3 separate regions of the Mus musculus genome follow, and all the other regions are linked to region 2. Evidence: chromatin contacts called from public HiChIP or PLAC-seq and promoter capture Hi-C data. All regions are on one chromosome and are shown on one strand. Each heading gives the region's core, a stretch centred on a gene start, on an enhancer-like site or on the middle of the called end of the contact. The rest is flanking DNA. Distances are from core to core; before and after follow the strand shown.

What was found. Promoter capture Hi-C pulls out the DNA fragments that hold promoters and counts their contacts. HiChIP or PLAC-seq counts read pairs in DNA pulled down with a chosen protein or histone mark.
Region 1: a contact with region 2 is called in an H3K27ac HiChIP or PLAC-seq map of embryonic stem cells, with 6 read pairs. The contact joins the enhancer-like site here to the promoter of Mfsd4a in region 2. A contact is called at or near these places in 4 of 39 promoter capture datasets (the 3T3-L1 cell line, HPC-7-derived erythroid cells and liver), 1 of 115 datasets of contacts at active chromatin or transcription factors (embryonic stem cells) and 3 of 9 other capture datasets (adipose tissue, liver and pancreatic islet).
Region 3: a promoter capture Hi-C map of neural stem cells shows a contact between it and region 2. The contact joins the promoter of Nuak2 here to the promoter of Mfsd4a in region 2. A contact is called at or near these places in 5 of 39 promoter capture datasets (the SN4741 cell line, embryonic stem cells, hippocampal neurons and 2 more), 1 of 484 Hi-C or Micro-C datasets (embryonic stem cells) and 3 of 9 other capture datasets (adipose tissue, embryonic stem cells and pancreatic islet).

Annotation. Positions count from the first base shown.
Region 1 is chr1:131,887,142-131,891,718 of GRCm38.p6, forward strand. No RefSeq gene overlaps it. Among named protein-coding and RNA genes, the nearest start is that of Nucks1, 21 kb to the right of the region's middle. Within about 2 kb of position 3,185, at least 8 of the 459 cell types and tissues checked have an H3K27ac peak or open chromatin away from gene starts, as enhancers often do. A contact at or near this core is called in embryonic stem cells, where this site is marked.
Region 2 is chr1:132,064,789-132,069,328 of GRCm38.p6, forward strand. It overlaps Mfsd4a (major facilitator superfamily domain containing 4A), which reads right to left and starts at 3,274. Exons shown (of 10, transcript NM_001114662.1): 1 at 2,875-3,274. The coding sequence starts at 3,104.
Region 3 is chr1:132,313,648-132,318,053 of GRCm38.p6, forward strand. It overlaps Nuak2 (NUAK family, SNF1-like kinase, 2), which reads left to right and starts at 2,478. Exons shown (of 7, transcript NM_028778.4): 1 at 2,478-2,825. The coding sequence starts at 2,583.

The sequences.
Region 1 (4,577 bases), core at 1,935-4,434, 180 kb before region 2:
ATTTTGTACAATATTTCAGTGGCCAGTTGTACTGAGAGACACCATCAAACGTAGTGAATAACAGAGTTTCATTTGCTTGTTTACAAAGGTCAGGGATTGTAACTAATTTGCAACTGTTACTGGTGGAAGCTAACGGTAACTGGGTTTATAAGTCACAGATGCTCCGAAGCACCTCATGCAGACCGTTTTTCATTTTCACAGCGACTGTAAGAAAGAGATAAACAAGGAAAGAGAGGCTCAGCGTTTCATTTTGTGATGCTAAAGATCAAACCCAGGGTCTCTTGGCAAGTGCTCTAGACTGAGCTACACTCTAGACTAGACTGAGCTACGCTCTAGACTAGACTGAGCTACGCTCTAGACTAGACTGAGCTACGCTCTAGACTGAGCTACACTCTAGTGCTACTCAATTCAAGTATGAGATCCTTTCCCCCAAACAGGTGATTATCCCAACAGTGCTCATCAAATACTCTGTTGCTTCCTCTCTAACTTGAAAGCTCAATAAAACCAAGGTTTAAATAAGGGTGTTTCTGGAACGAGTGTTCAATACGCTAATTCTCATACAAGGTCAATAATGTGTTGCCCGACTACCAATGTCTTTAGCTATGAGTTGGCCTCTTCAGGCAAGATATTTCTAATTGTTCTTCACACATTTAAAAAACAATCTTGGCATTTATCCTTCTTACTAAACTTGACAGTATTGATGAATTCATAATAAATTCTATGTGGATTTTGTAAGGCTCACGTCAAACATAGGGATTAATTTTAGAGAATCATAACAATATCCTTGATTCATGCCTGATGACCCAAGTTCCCTGGAATACAACAAGCCTGATATGATGGTGTGTCTGTAATTCCAGAACTCTAACAGTGAGATAGAAAGTGGAGGAAGAGGATGCTGGAAGTTCCCAGGCCTCTTAGCCTAGTATATGCAGTGCAGTAGAAACCAGAGACCCAGTCCCTCGAGGTGAGAATGGAGAAATAACCCGAAGAGTTGTTCTCTGACCTCCATATGTGTGCCATGGTACAACTTACACTCACACACAGAAAAATCATACGCAAGGTCATGTGCAAATTCAGGGATGGTAACGGTCATTCTAATTTCCAACATTTGCTGGTAGGAGCTAATGGTAACTGGGGTGTGACTATAAATCACATATTCTCTTTGTGTGTGTGTGTGTAATTGCTAATTTAGTTCTCTTGCTCTAATTGGCTGACTTACATTGGGGAAGAAATCATACATATATCATATGTATATATTGTTTTCCTTTTTTGTTTAAGATTTATTTATTTATCTATTTATTTATTTATTTATTTAATATTAGTATAGTGTAGCTGTTTTCAGATGCATCAGAAGAGAGCATCAGATCTCATTACAGATGATTGTGAGCCATCATGTAGTTGCTGGGAATTGAACTCAGGACCTCTGAAAGAGCAGCCAGTGCTCTTAACTGCTGAGCCACCTCTCCAGCCCCCTATAGTTTTCCTTTTTTAAAAAACTATTTACTTATTTATTTCATGTGTGTGTGTGTGTATACCTATGAGTATGTAAAAGTCAGAGGACAGCTTGCAGGGTAGTCCTTCTAGAGTGAGTCCCGGGAATCTAGTCAGGTCATCAGATTTGGTGACAAATGTCTTTCTTTATCCACTGAGCTATCTTTCCTGAGACAGAGTCTTGCTATGATGTTCAGCCTGATCTAGAACTCACTATGTGGCCCAGGCTGGTCTGGAACTTGTGATCTTGAGTGCTAGGATCACAGGCATATGCCACCATACCCAGCAAGAAGGGCCTATGTTTTAATGACTTTGCATCTAATACCTACAAAGCATGTGTCAGACATTAAACCTTGTTTATATGAACAATGAATGGAATAAAAGATCTAAATAAAATGTAAAAAGAGGGGCTGGAGAGATGCTGCTGACTGACTGCTCTTCCAGAGGTCCTGAGTTCAATTCCTAGCAATCACATGGTGGCTCACAATCATCTGTAATGGGGTCTGATACCCTCTTCTGGTGTGTTTGAAGACAGTGACATATATATATATATATATATATATATATATATATATATATATATGAGAGAGAGAGCGAATGACGGGGTTCTTTCCTGTGTGTATAAAATTGAGGGAAGGTGTCAGGTAGCCCAAGCTTACCTCAGACTCCCTATGTAGTAAGGATGGCCTTGAATTTCTGGTTGTCCTGTGTCTGCCTCCCTAGTGCTAGAATCACAGGCACACATGACTAAGCCCAGTTTATGCAGTGCTGGGATCAATCCCAGGCAAGCACTCTACTAACCCGAGCTACAACCTTAATTACTTCTATATTTTTATAGTGAAAGAAAATTAAAAGCTAGTCACTATGGAAAATGAAGATGGGACTGGAGATGTGCCTTAGTGGTAGAGCACTTACCATTCATGTAATACTTAGGCTTTGATCTAAAGTGCTAAAAAAGAAGGAAAGTATAAAACCGTACTATTTAATAGTCCCAGTGATGCAACTGATACCTCCGTTTACACTGAACTGCCCCCAATGCTCGTGCTTCCACCTCCCATTGCTCCAATGCTCCTACTTACACACACACACACACACACACACACACCCGCCCCTGGGAGCTGAGATTGCAGGTGAACATCACCCACCAGCAAGACAATTTTCAAGGTAGGATTTGAGATGAATAAAAATTCAGAAAGAGCTGAGTTAGGATTTCAGGTTGGGAGGAAAGGGAGTTTAGAAGGTGTTTGTTTGTTTGTTTGTTTGTTTGTTTTCGAGACAGGGTTTCTCTGTGTAGCCCTGGCTGTCCTGGAACTCACTCTGTAGACCAGGCTGGCCTCGAACTCAGAAATCCTCCTGCCTCTGTCTCTCAAGTGCTGGGATTAAAAGTATGTGCCACCACTGCCCAGCAAGCTTAGAAGTCTTATACCATTGTCTAAATGGTTTCTGTGTAGGGAGGTACTAATTAGGTTAAAAAGATGATTACTACATTGCTTAGGTCAATTACTTAACCAATAGTGGTATATCCACCTTGTCCCAGGTGCTAGGTACTTGTGACTTTGTAACTTTGGGGGGGGAGGGGGGACCGGTGTACCGCGGCCTACATTTGACAGAGGACGACCTTGGGTGTTGGTCCTTGCTTTGGGTGTTGTTTGAAATAGGGTCTCTTTGTTGTTTGCCACTGGGTGTGTCAGGCTATAAAACTTAACTAGCTTTCAAGGATTCTCTTGTTTTTTTTTCCCATCTTTCCCTGGGAGCACTGGGAGTACAGATAAGTACTATTGTGCTCAGTTTTGATATTGGTTCTGGGCATTCAAATTCAGTTCCCCATGTTTACATACCAACTGCTTCTCCTACTGGGCCATTTCCCTAATCTTTTAAAGTGCAATAATCTCTTTCGTAGGACTCCACCCTTATGACCTAGTCACCCCTCTAACGCTCCACCTCTTAATACCAACACACAGGAAATTTCAAGATGTGACCTTCAGAGGGACACAGACCACTGCAGGAGTAGAAATGGAAGGATGAAGTTAGCAGCAGGCTCAAACAAAGGAGTTGTATAAGTCATGTCAAAACTAGGGCTGGTGGTACAGAACAGTGATGAGTTATTGCTTCACCGGTGAAATGAGCCAATTCAAGCCAGATTAAATTATATAGGCAGGTTTATTGGAAAGCTGCTCTAGGGCAAGTTCACTGGCCCCAGGGACCTAGGCCAAGGAAGTCACCATGGAGGGGGCATGAGAGAATAGAGACAGAAAGAGCTTCGGGACACAGAGAAGAGTAGGGAGCCCAAAATGTCTGGATTATATAGGGAAGATCTTTGGGGGAAAGGCAGCCCAACCCCTGGGCAGGAAAAGTAAGGACTGGGGACAGGGTATGTCAGGTAAGGACTGAAGGATGCTGGGAGAACCTGTAGGCCCAGCCTGTTTTGATGTGTAAAATATGCACCTTGGTCCCTTGTCCACAGGTCTGAAACCAAACAGCCAGTAATTCCAGCTACTTGGTAAACTGAGGCAGGAAGATCCCTGGTTCAAGACCTTCCTTCCTTGTCTACAGAGTGAATTCAAGATTATCCTTCACAAATTATCAAAACTGTCTCAAGATTTAAAAAAAAAGAAAATTGGTGTCTTCATACCTGCATCCTAGCACTTGAGAGGCTGAGACAGTGTAAGACTCAAGGGAGCCTTAGCTTACCAGGGACCCCCTGAGTGAGCCACGTGGATCAGGGATTGATGCAAAAAAACAAGAGGAATTTATTTTTCCAAAGCACTGGGGTATTCCCAGACCTGAAGGAGAGGCTGCGACCCCCAGTAACCATTCAGTGAGTTTTTATATGGTTTCCGGGGGGACAGTATAGAGAATCAGCAACTGTGCACAGAACAGTGCACCCTTTAAACTGATTGGTCTCTAGGGAATAAGGTGACAAGGACTTCCATTGTCTGGAGGTAGGCAACAGTCCATCCTACAGAATGTGTTCCCACCCGCAGGTCGGTTCCTGCCCTGTGGTCTGAAAAATGTTAATTCGCCTCTCCCTTCAAGGGGCTAGTGTGTCCTGACCTTCCCAGAGTTCCTGAGCTGACTTTTCAGCA
Region 2 (4,540 bases), core at 2,024-4,523:
TTTGTAAACCACAAGCCTAGCCACCCTGCCAAACAGGTAGCTTTCTAAGTCTCTTCTCGAGATTTCCTCTTTGTGCTCAACAAGAGTTTTCCAAGGGAGGCTCTAGTTCAGGTTCTTGTGGCTGCTCTTCCTCCTGCTGGTCCTGCAGATGGCCTGCTTTAAAGGTCAAAGTCTTTGTCTCTGCTAAGAGTAGGGAAGGAAGACTGGTGTTGCCCTAAGGACCTACCCCAAAGCCTGCCCCACAGAGGTGTCTAGAAGGCCCCTGTGGGCCAGAGCTCTCGGATTAGGCTAAGCAGTAGACAGCACTTAAGCAGAACTCTAAAGAAAGGCAGTCTGGTGTGTCACTCCCACACCATCTCTATACAGCTGGTCCTTGAGATTTGTTAAGGCAATCCCCTATTCCCAGTGCCAGCCTGGCACACTGACTGGTAATCACTTAAGCTGAAAAGCACTTCCTTGCAGGGACATTAGCATTTCAACAGAGACAGGCAAGGCCACATCAGGGCTGGCAGAGCTTCTGTTCATGTTGGGGGTGGGGATGGGGAGATGAACCAGAGTTAACCAGGTGGGTGATGTCCTTGCTAACACTCAGGGACTTCCCCTCTTTCCCACCAGAACCCTGCTTCCCTCTTCATCAAACAAAACGGTTCTTGGTGACATTTTGTCTTGAAGCTGTGAGCGCTAAAGCTCAGAATTTAAATTTGAACCACCAGGAGCCCTACCCAGCTCTGGAAGATCCCAACCAGAGGTCAGGAGGCTCACATGGCCTTCCCAGGCACTGCCAGTGCTCAGGAATACTCAGCCCATGAAGACCCACGGGATACCCATCTCTTGCATGAAGCTCAGTTATAGAGCAGCTGTTGACACACATAAGGCACGAGCCACTGCCAAGGCATCTGGGACTATAGTCAAATGCCCACGTTCAAACCTGGAACTATTCAATATCAGACAAAGTGCCTCTGCCTCCTCCTTCCCGCCTTTCTTTTTCTTTCTTTTTGACTGCTTGAGATAGGGTCTTGCTATGTAGCCCAGGCTAACCTCCAACTCAAGATTCTCTTGACTCAGACCCCAGAGAGTTGGGATTAGCGCCCATAGCTAAATCTCTTAACCCTTCTGTGTCTCCACTTCCTCCTGTATAAAACGGAGATAACAACATTACTTTGCAGGGCTGTGATGACAACCAAATGGGTTGATATAAGACATTTTGCACAATGGTTAGTTACTATTGTTGACGTTGCGGTTTCCTGCTGCAGGGTTCCCTCTCTGTTGCCTGTTCAGAGCTTTGGTGGATAAGAAATCTAGAGGGAGGACCAAAGCCAGGGAGAGATGGCCCAGTTAGGGGTATATTGCTTCCCATTTCAGAAAAGTGGGCTTGCCAACCCATCCCTTAGAATGATCCTCATTCGCCTTCCTGTTTGAGCTACATATGTTCCTAAAATATTCTAGGAAAGTGAGCATAACCCAGCCTATCTGTGAGGGTCGGGAGTGTGGTCCAGCACCAGGGAGTTTACCTGGGTTCCATTCCCAGCATCCCTGAACAACAACAACAACAAACAACAACAACGGACCCCCTCCCAGCACTTCCAAACAACAACAGGGCCCCTCCTCTGACATTCAGAGATACCCCCTCCTCCTTTTCATGAATTTTCTAGCTGAACATATTTTCAGAATTCCTATATATCCGATTCTATCCCAGACCCACAAAGTGCTAATAGGCACAAGGAGACTTTCGTCTGAGAATTCTTGCATTTGCAAAAGGATGTAGGGGAAATGAAAATAGTCACTCTCCAATTGCTGAGGTGCAGCAGGCTCTGGATTGCTTAGACTGGGGTCCATTTTATACTGACACCTGTGTTGCATCGTCCCACAGCTGCACACCCTTTGGCCTAGAATGGCCTCTGCACAAGATCTTTTATTCTATCTATCTATCTATCTATCTATCTATCTATCTATCTATCTATCTAGTTTTGTAACAGACCTCCCAATTGTGGTTTTGCAGTCCAGATAATTGCTCCTTTAGGAAGTAGAACAAGGAAGACCACACAGCAGCCTCTGGTGTGCAAACCATTCATTCCTCAGCTCTAGGTCTCAGTTCTAGGTCTATTCCTGGCTGTACAGAGACTGAAGGCTGCTGACTTTCTAGAAATATCTTCAGAGGGGTTCCTACACCAGAAAAATGGGGCTCTGCACGGCACCCAAAAGGGTAATATTCTGAGTGCCAGGGATAGACCAGAGCTCTGTCCTGACAGAAGCCAGGGAGAAGTAACAAGGTGGAGGGATACATTAGGGGTATTCTGGGTACTAGAGATAGAGGATGGATGAGAGGCTCTACACTTCTCTACCTGGCCCAAGGGCTCAGCCTCCGCAGGCAAATGCTGCAGCCGAGTCCTGTCTCCCTTAGGAGATCCCAGGAGCCTCACCATCTTGGTAAAGGGATCAGCTGTATCAATTGATGTGGACCTATTATGAGTGGAATCACCAGTGGGTTCCTAGTCAAACCACAGGCCAGCCCTGTCACTGAGAACTGTCCCCTGAGCTGGCACCGCCAACTGTCTTCCCCTCAGTGCCAATTCCACCTCCGGCGCCGAGGCTACAAAATCTCAGAGGAACAGAGCAATAAGGGTCTTACGCATCTCTGTACATTCCATCACTCTTTGGCTGGTGGGCTCGGTGAGCGAGGGCGAAAGGGTTCTGAGCTCTCTCGGGACGAGTGAGACAAATACATAGCCCAGATGTCACCTTCAGTCCCGAGAGAGTTTTCCGGGAGAGCTTGTAGTGGGGGAGGGAGGCAGCCCCTGGGCTAAGATCCAGCCCAGCTGGGCAGGTGGTCACAGCTGCGGGGATGTGGAGGGGCGTGCGGGGCGCGACACTCACGTCCTCTTGAAGACACCCCCGAGGGCGCTGCCCAGCAGGAGGCAGAGCTGCTGCGAGAAGAAGACCCAGGAGATCTGGGGCAACGAGCTGTGCGTCTGGCAGCGCAGGTCCAGAAGCGTGGGCCCCAGGAAGGCGATGCACAGGCCGAAGCTGAAGAAGACGCTCCAGTAGGTGAGCGTGGGCTGTAGGTTGCGGCGGAGCAGCTCAGACACCCGGCCGTCGCAGCCCATGGCTCGGCCGGCAGCTCGCAGCGAGCCCAGGGCCGAGTGCCGCGGCCAACCGGAGGCCGGGCGGGGAGGAGAGGAGAGGAGGGGAGCGCCGCGCGGCTGCCCCGCCCTCGGCCAGCGCGGGGACGCCTGGAGGTCCGGGGCGTCGCGGACGCACGTGTCCCGCCGCCGGGACCGCCCCGCCTCGCTTCACGTTCCTGGGGGCCCCACGTTGGTTAATTCACCCGGGAGCGCGACCCGCCAGCTAGTGCTAAAGGCTCCTCGCGCCCTACACCGCGCAGCCTTTCAGCCTGGCGATCTGAATCCACATCACTTGGTCTTGGGGTGCTGCCGTTGGACTTCGAGGGTCTGCCAGCGCGGCTCTCTACCTCCCATGCCCTACTCTCTAAAAGCAGTCCTATCTGTACATGACTTTCTTGTGGCTTTCATTTGGAACCTCAAGGGGTCCGGTACACTGTCATTTGGAAAAACAAAAGCAAAAACACCAAACACTCCCAGAAACTTGGACATTCGTTTTACTGCTTTTAGGTGCTGGGATTGACCCCAAGGCCTATAACATGCTAGGCAAGTATCCCCAGTCCTAGAAATTTAGGTCTTCTCCATTCTATGCTTTGGGGTGCGGGGGTATCACCCTGCACCTGTTCCATCACAGGTGAGGAAGGCAGTAAGGCCAAGCTCTGTTTAGGGTTCTATTTCTCCTTCCCAATGCAGTGAGGGAGGGCAGGAACCCCAGGACTCGCAGAGGAATTCTGAGATGATCCTCCAGGCAGAGTTCTCTTCCCACTTGAAAATGCCTTGACAGGGTGGAGGGGTTGTTTACACTCCAAGACCCTGATACCGACCCGACACCCCCACAGCCCTGGACAGTGGTGTATGGTCCTGCTCCTGAGGGAGTTAGGATCCGGTGCCCACACCAGAACCTAGGAGCACAGCAGTTAAGGACCTTCAGTGTCTCCTTTGCCAAGTGTCTTAATAGTGCTGGAGGTTGTGACATCGTGCCCACAGAAGTGTTTGGCTGGGTGACCCCATGATACCTTGGCGTGAAGTGGAGATAATCAATTTCCTGAGCAGGGACACTACCTCAGAGTGCTACCCCATACCTGTCCTGGACTGTGCATCAGAGGAAGGCTCCAGTTTAAGAGTCCCTCTGGCTCATTTACTCCATGGGTGATGGCATAGACTAATTTAATGGCAGTAAAGGTGGGATTTATAGTACATGAAATAAGGTACAAAGTTATCACCTGAAAAAAATATAATCATTAGCCACTGCTGTGAAGTTCTAGAGGAACAGCAGCTCAGAGATGGGAAGGGTGACCTGGGGCTCAGACCCTTATCTCCTCCCAATTATCCCTGTGGTAGGTAGCTTGATAGCTTTCTTCTGTTGATGGAGACTTGCTTGCCGTTTACTTTTCATTTCTTAAAACATCGTTTTTAGATTT
Region 3 (4,406 bases), core at 1,228-3,727, 250 kb after region 2:
GGATACTTATTCCCGGTGACTGCACAGAAGGCTCATTTTCCACAAGAGTCTTTAAATCCTTGGTTCCCAACCTGTGGGTCATGACCTCTTTAGAATTGCAGGGCCTTTTCTCAGAAGTCACATATCAGAGAGCCCCCGTATCAGATATTTACATTACAATTCATAACAGTAGCAAAATTGCAGTTATGAAGTAGCAACAAAGATAATTTTATGGTTGGGAGGTCACGACAATACAAGGAATTGCATTAAAGGGTCAAGGGATTAGGAAGGTTGAGAATCATTGGGCTAAGTAGTTGGTGACTGGGTGCAAGGGTTAGAAGAAGTGCTTCCTCCTAAGACTAGAGCGTGAGGCAGACAAACTGAATGAGGGTGACTCAGCTCAGCTTAAACGTCCTAACAAATCCTCCAAAGAGCTAAGCCCAATCTTTAAGTCACTGAGCCACATCCCAGGTCCTCCCTACACAGAATGAAAGTTAGTTCTGGCACTTGGTTGTTCTAATCAGTAGTTCTGTAAACAATTGTTGTTAATTTATTTCATATGTACAGCCTTATGCCAGTATGCATTTCTGTGCAGAAGATACATGCTTGATGTCGTTGGAGATCAGAAGAGGGGGCCAGAACCCCTGGTACTGGAGTTATGGCTCTTTGTGGGTCATCTTGTGGGTGCCGGGGATGAAATCCTGGTCCTTTGGAAGATCAGTCAGTGCCCTTACCTGCTGAGCCATCTCTCAGTTCTCTCCATGGTTCTGATGGCTCACTCCTCTGCCTGCAGGTCTGTTTGTTTGCCTCCTGTGTCCATCCATCCATCTGGTCTGTATGAATCCACTGTGCACCTTTATCTGTTCAGCAGTGCCCTGGGTATTGGGGGTGTTTAGGAATAGTGATAAATGTCTAGATTGAGTCTTAAAGGAAACCTTGGGCTCCTCTGAAAAAAAGTCTTCATCTTATGAGGAAATGTTGATACAGCTAGCTAACAGACATGGGTCTTCTAGTAAGCTTTAAAAGCCCTATCTTTAGAAAGCAACCCCAAACTATCCTCCTCTCATCTTGGCTAGGGGCTCCCTCCTCTTTTCATGTCAGTCAGGTCTAGAACCCAGGTCTCCCATCCCTGAGCCTGCTCCTCTGACACATGCTTTTCATTGTCCTACTCTGCCTGGACAGACCCCAGGAACTGACAGACAGGGCGCACAGAGAGCAGACTGGTTGAGCCTTTTCTATTTTCACAGACTACTCAGAGTGGAGAGGCAAGCTGGCAGAAGATAGGGCACTAAACTAGCTATACAGTTTCCATGGACCGTCCGAACTTAGAGAAGGCTGATTCCCGGTGGATGGTCTCTGGCTACAGAGAGCTCCAAGACAAGGAGATACCAGTTATTCCCTCTGAAAAGATTCAAAGGGCAAACAGAAGTAGGAAAATGGGCAGAGAGTAGTTTTTTTTTTAATTTGATAATTGAGGACGTAGTCCTCTTTGATCCTCTGCCAAGTCCTAAAGATACAGCTAGAGATGAGGTCCTGCAGATGAGGGAGGGATGCCTGCCCGGAATAGCTAGAATTAGGGAAGTCCTCTTGTCCTGTACTCTTTCCCTATAGGCCAGTATCTGAATTCCAGGCTTTCTTGCCAGCTGTGTGGCAGAAGTAAACTCACTTTCTACATCGGAAAGGGGGGTCTGGACATAGCCTTCCAGGCCCCTTAAATGCAGCCAAATCTTATGCCCAACCTCCTGCTCTTTTGAAAAAAAAAAAAAATCCACTGGGAGGAAACCCTGGGACCAAGACACTCCTTACAGATTTAGGAGCTCGTGGATGTAAGTCCTTGGAATGTGATGTGCTTTTTTCACAATTTATGGAGATCCACAAGGCCACCACATCTTGAGGGAATCCACGCAACCCTACAAAGTAAGGATTTCCCAGGCCTGTTGGATTCCAGAATCCAATTAAGGTTGGTGGAATCCAAGCAGAGTGAACATGGAGTCAGGACAGCTCTCTACCAGTGCTTAGCTGGCGTCAGTCTCCAACCCATTCCATCTCCCTATTCACTTTCTCCTTTATGGACCTCAAGAAGTTATCAAAAGGCTTTTCAGATTTTGAGCTTGGAAGAAACAATTTACTGCATGTGGAGAAATACTTCGGGACTTTCTAGTGCCCTTAGATTGTCCCTTGCCAACCGAGAACACAGCACAATAGCACAAGGTTGGCGTCATTCAGAGACTAAAGCAATTCAGAGAGCCTTCAATCCTAAAGACTGGCACTTCGGTATTAATTCGGCTCTGCCTCCATTCTCGCATTCCTGGGCCTCGGGTCCAAGTGGGCGGGGCCCCATTCACACCTTTCCGCGCCTAGCCAAGGGGAGGAACGGGGCAGGAGAGGGTGAACCAATGCGAGAGGTTTTGGTCACGAGCCGCCGGCAAGTCGGCCAATGGGACGCAGGGGCGTGGTCAGGACATTCCCCCTCGAAACGTTTTATAGCAATTCGGAACGCGGGGCTTTCTAGCGTGCTCGGGTGCGGCTGTGACCTCTGAGCCCGCGGCTCAGCGCGCGCTGCTACTGCTGCCCGACCCACTCCACCTCGCGGTCCCCGCACCATGGAGTCGGTGGCCTTACTCCAGCGCCCGAGCCAGGCTCCCTCGGCCTCCGCCCTGGCCTCGGAGAGCGCCCGGCCGCTGGCGGACGGGCTCATCAAGTCGCCTAAACCTCTGATGAAGAAGCAGGCGGTGAAGCGGCACCATCACAAACACAACCTGCGGCACCGCTACGAGTTCCTGGAGACGCTGGGCAAGGGCACCTACGGGAAGGTGAAGAAGGCACGAGAGAGCTCGGGGCGTCTGGTGAGTGTCCCTCGCGGCTCCCGGCTCTCGGGAGCTCACAGCGCGTCCCTTGCGGTGTCCTCGGCTGCGTTGCCAGGCGCGCGCATTTTAGATGTGTCTGTCCGTGGTTTTCAGGACAGTGCTCATCTGTCCTGAACCTTAGCTTCACTAGATGCCTGTAGTTTGAGAAGACGGAGCTTAACTTGAATTTTGACGGGAACAAACGTCAACAGAGTAGAATGGAAGGAGGAAGTTGAAAGCACCAGTTCTTAGTAGATGGATGAGGTGTGGAGATCTTTAACTCTGACTTGACACTTTGGGGCCTTTCCAGCCGAAATGAAGCTAAGTTTGGTTGGGATAGGTTTTTATTCTGGGAAATGTAAAAGCAGGCCCAAATGTCAGGTCCACTCCCAGCACTCCAGCCACATCTTTGGATGTGAGGCCTTTGGGGAACTTGCCCTTTTGATTTACGCATGTGTAATCGTAATAATAATCCGTAACTCTGAGCAAGTTCCTCCATCTCTGTTTTCTGTTTCCCCTTCTGCAAAAATAGAGAGAACACAGCCTGTCTCACAAGCTGCTTGGAAAAAATAAGATATAAATGTGAATGCACTTGAGCCCTGATCACAGATCCTGTGTTGAGAATGAATACTCCTATCTGGAAACCTCCCCTTGGAAGGACAGCAAATTTACCAAAAGTTACACAACAATGTTTCTTCCACTCTAGTTCAGTGGGCCTGAGTATTAGCTGGCTACTTGTTTAAAATGTGCAGTCTCTCATTTTCCACCAAGGGAACTATTTTATAAAAGGTCTATAATTCACATTTTCGCAAGGCTCAGAGCAGGTGGTTTAGGGAGAACATTTGGCAGGTCCAGTGGATGCTGTTTGTAAGGGGGTGTGTATGTACAGCCATCATTTGCCCTATTGACTATGGGAATGGTCCCCTCCCCTAATTGTTTGCTTTTGCAGCCAGTAGCTGGTTTGAAATTCAAGAAGTCATTTCATTGGTGAAGGAGAGTGGATGTTGGAGAAAGGAGTGGATTATAACCCCATCAATAGGAGCAAGTATGTTTTTCCTGCTAAGGCCTGGCACAGTCCCCAGTTGCCCGCTGCCAGGTTACAGTTATTGGGCAATCGTGTACTTCCGGGCTTTCTTTTCTTTCTCTTTCTATAAAGTGCCAGGGCCTCAGAGGCTTAAGCCTTGAGACTTCAGGGCCCAGGCTTTGTCTGGGGGCTTAGCTAGGAAATAGTGGCTAATAGTGGCTTGTGTGCTATGTCGCTTGTTGTAGGAAGAGTGGATTGAGGGAGCTAGAGTGTCTGAGAAACTGAGATCAAAGTTCAGAGTTCACATCAGCTCTTGATTGACACACACACAGAGAAAGAGAGACAGAGAAAGACAGAGAGAGAGAGACAGAGAGAGATCACATTTGATTTTGAAGTGAAGTAAATCAATGACTCTTGCATCAGAACAGAGAAAATCAAAAGGAGCTCTCAGGTTCCCATGTCTTGCTGCATGCAAGGAGCCAAGATCAGCAAATGTGGAGATCCTGCTCTGAAACTCCCCAGCAGGACCACCCAGGATTGCTGTTAAGAGTTTGCTT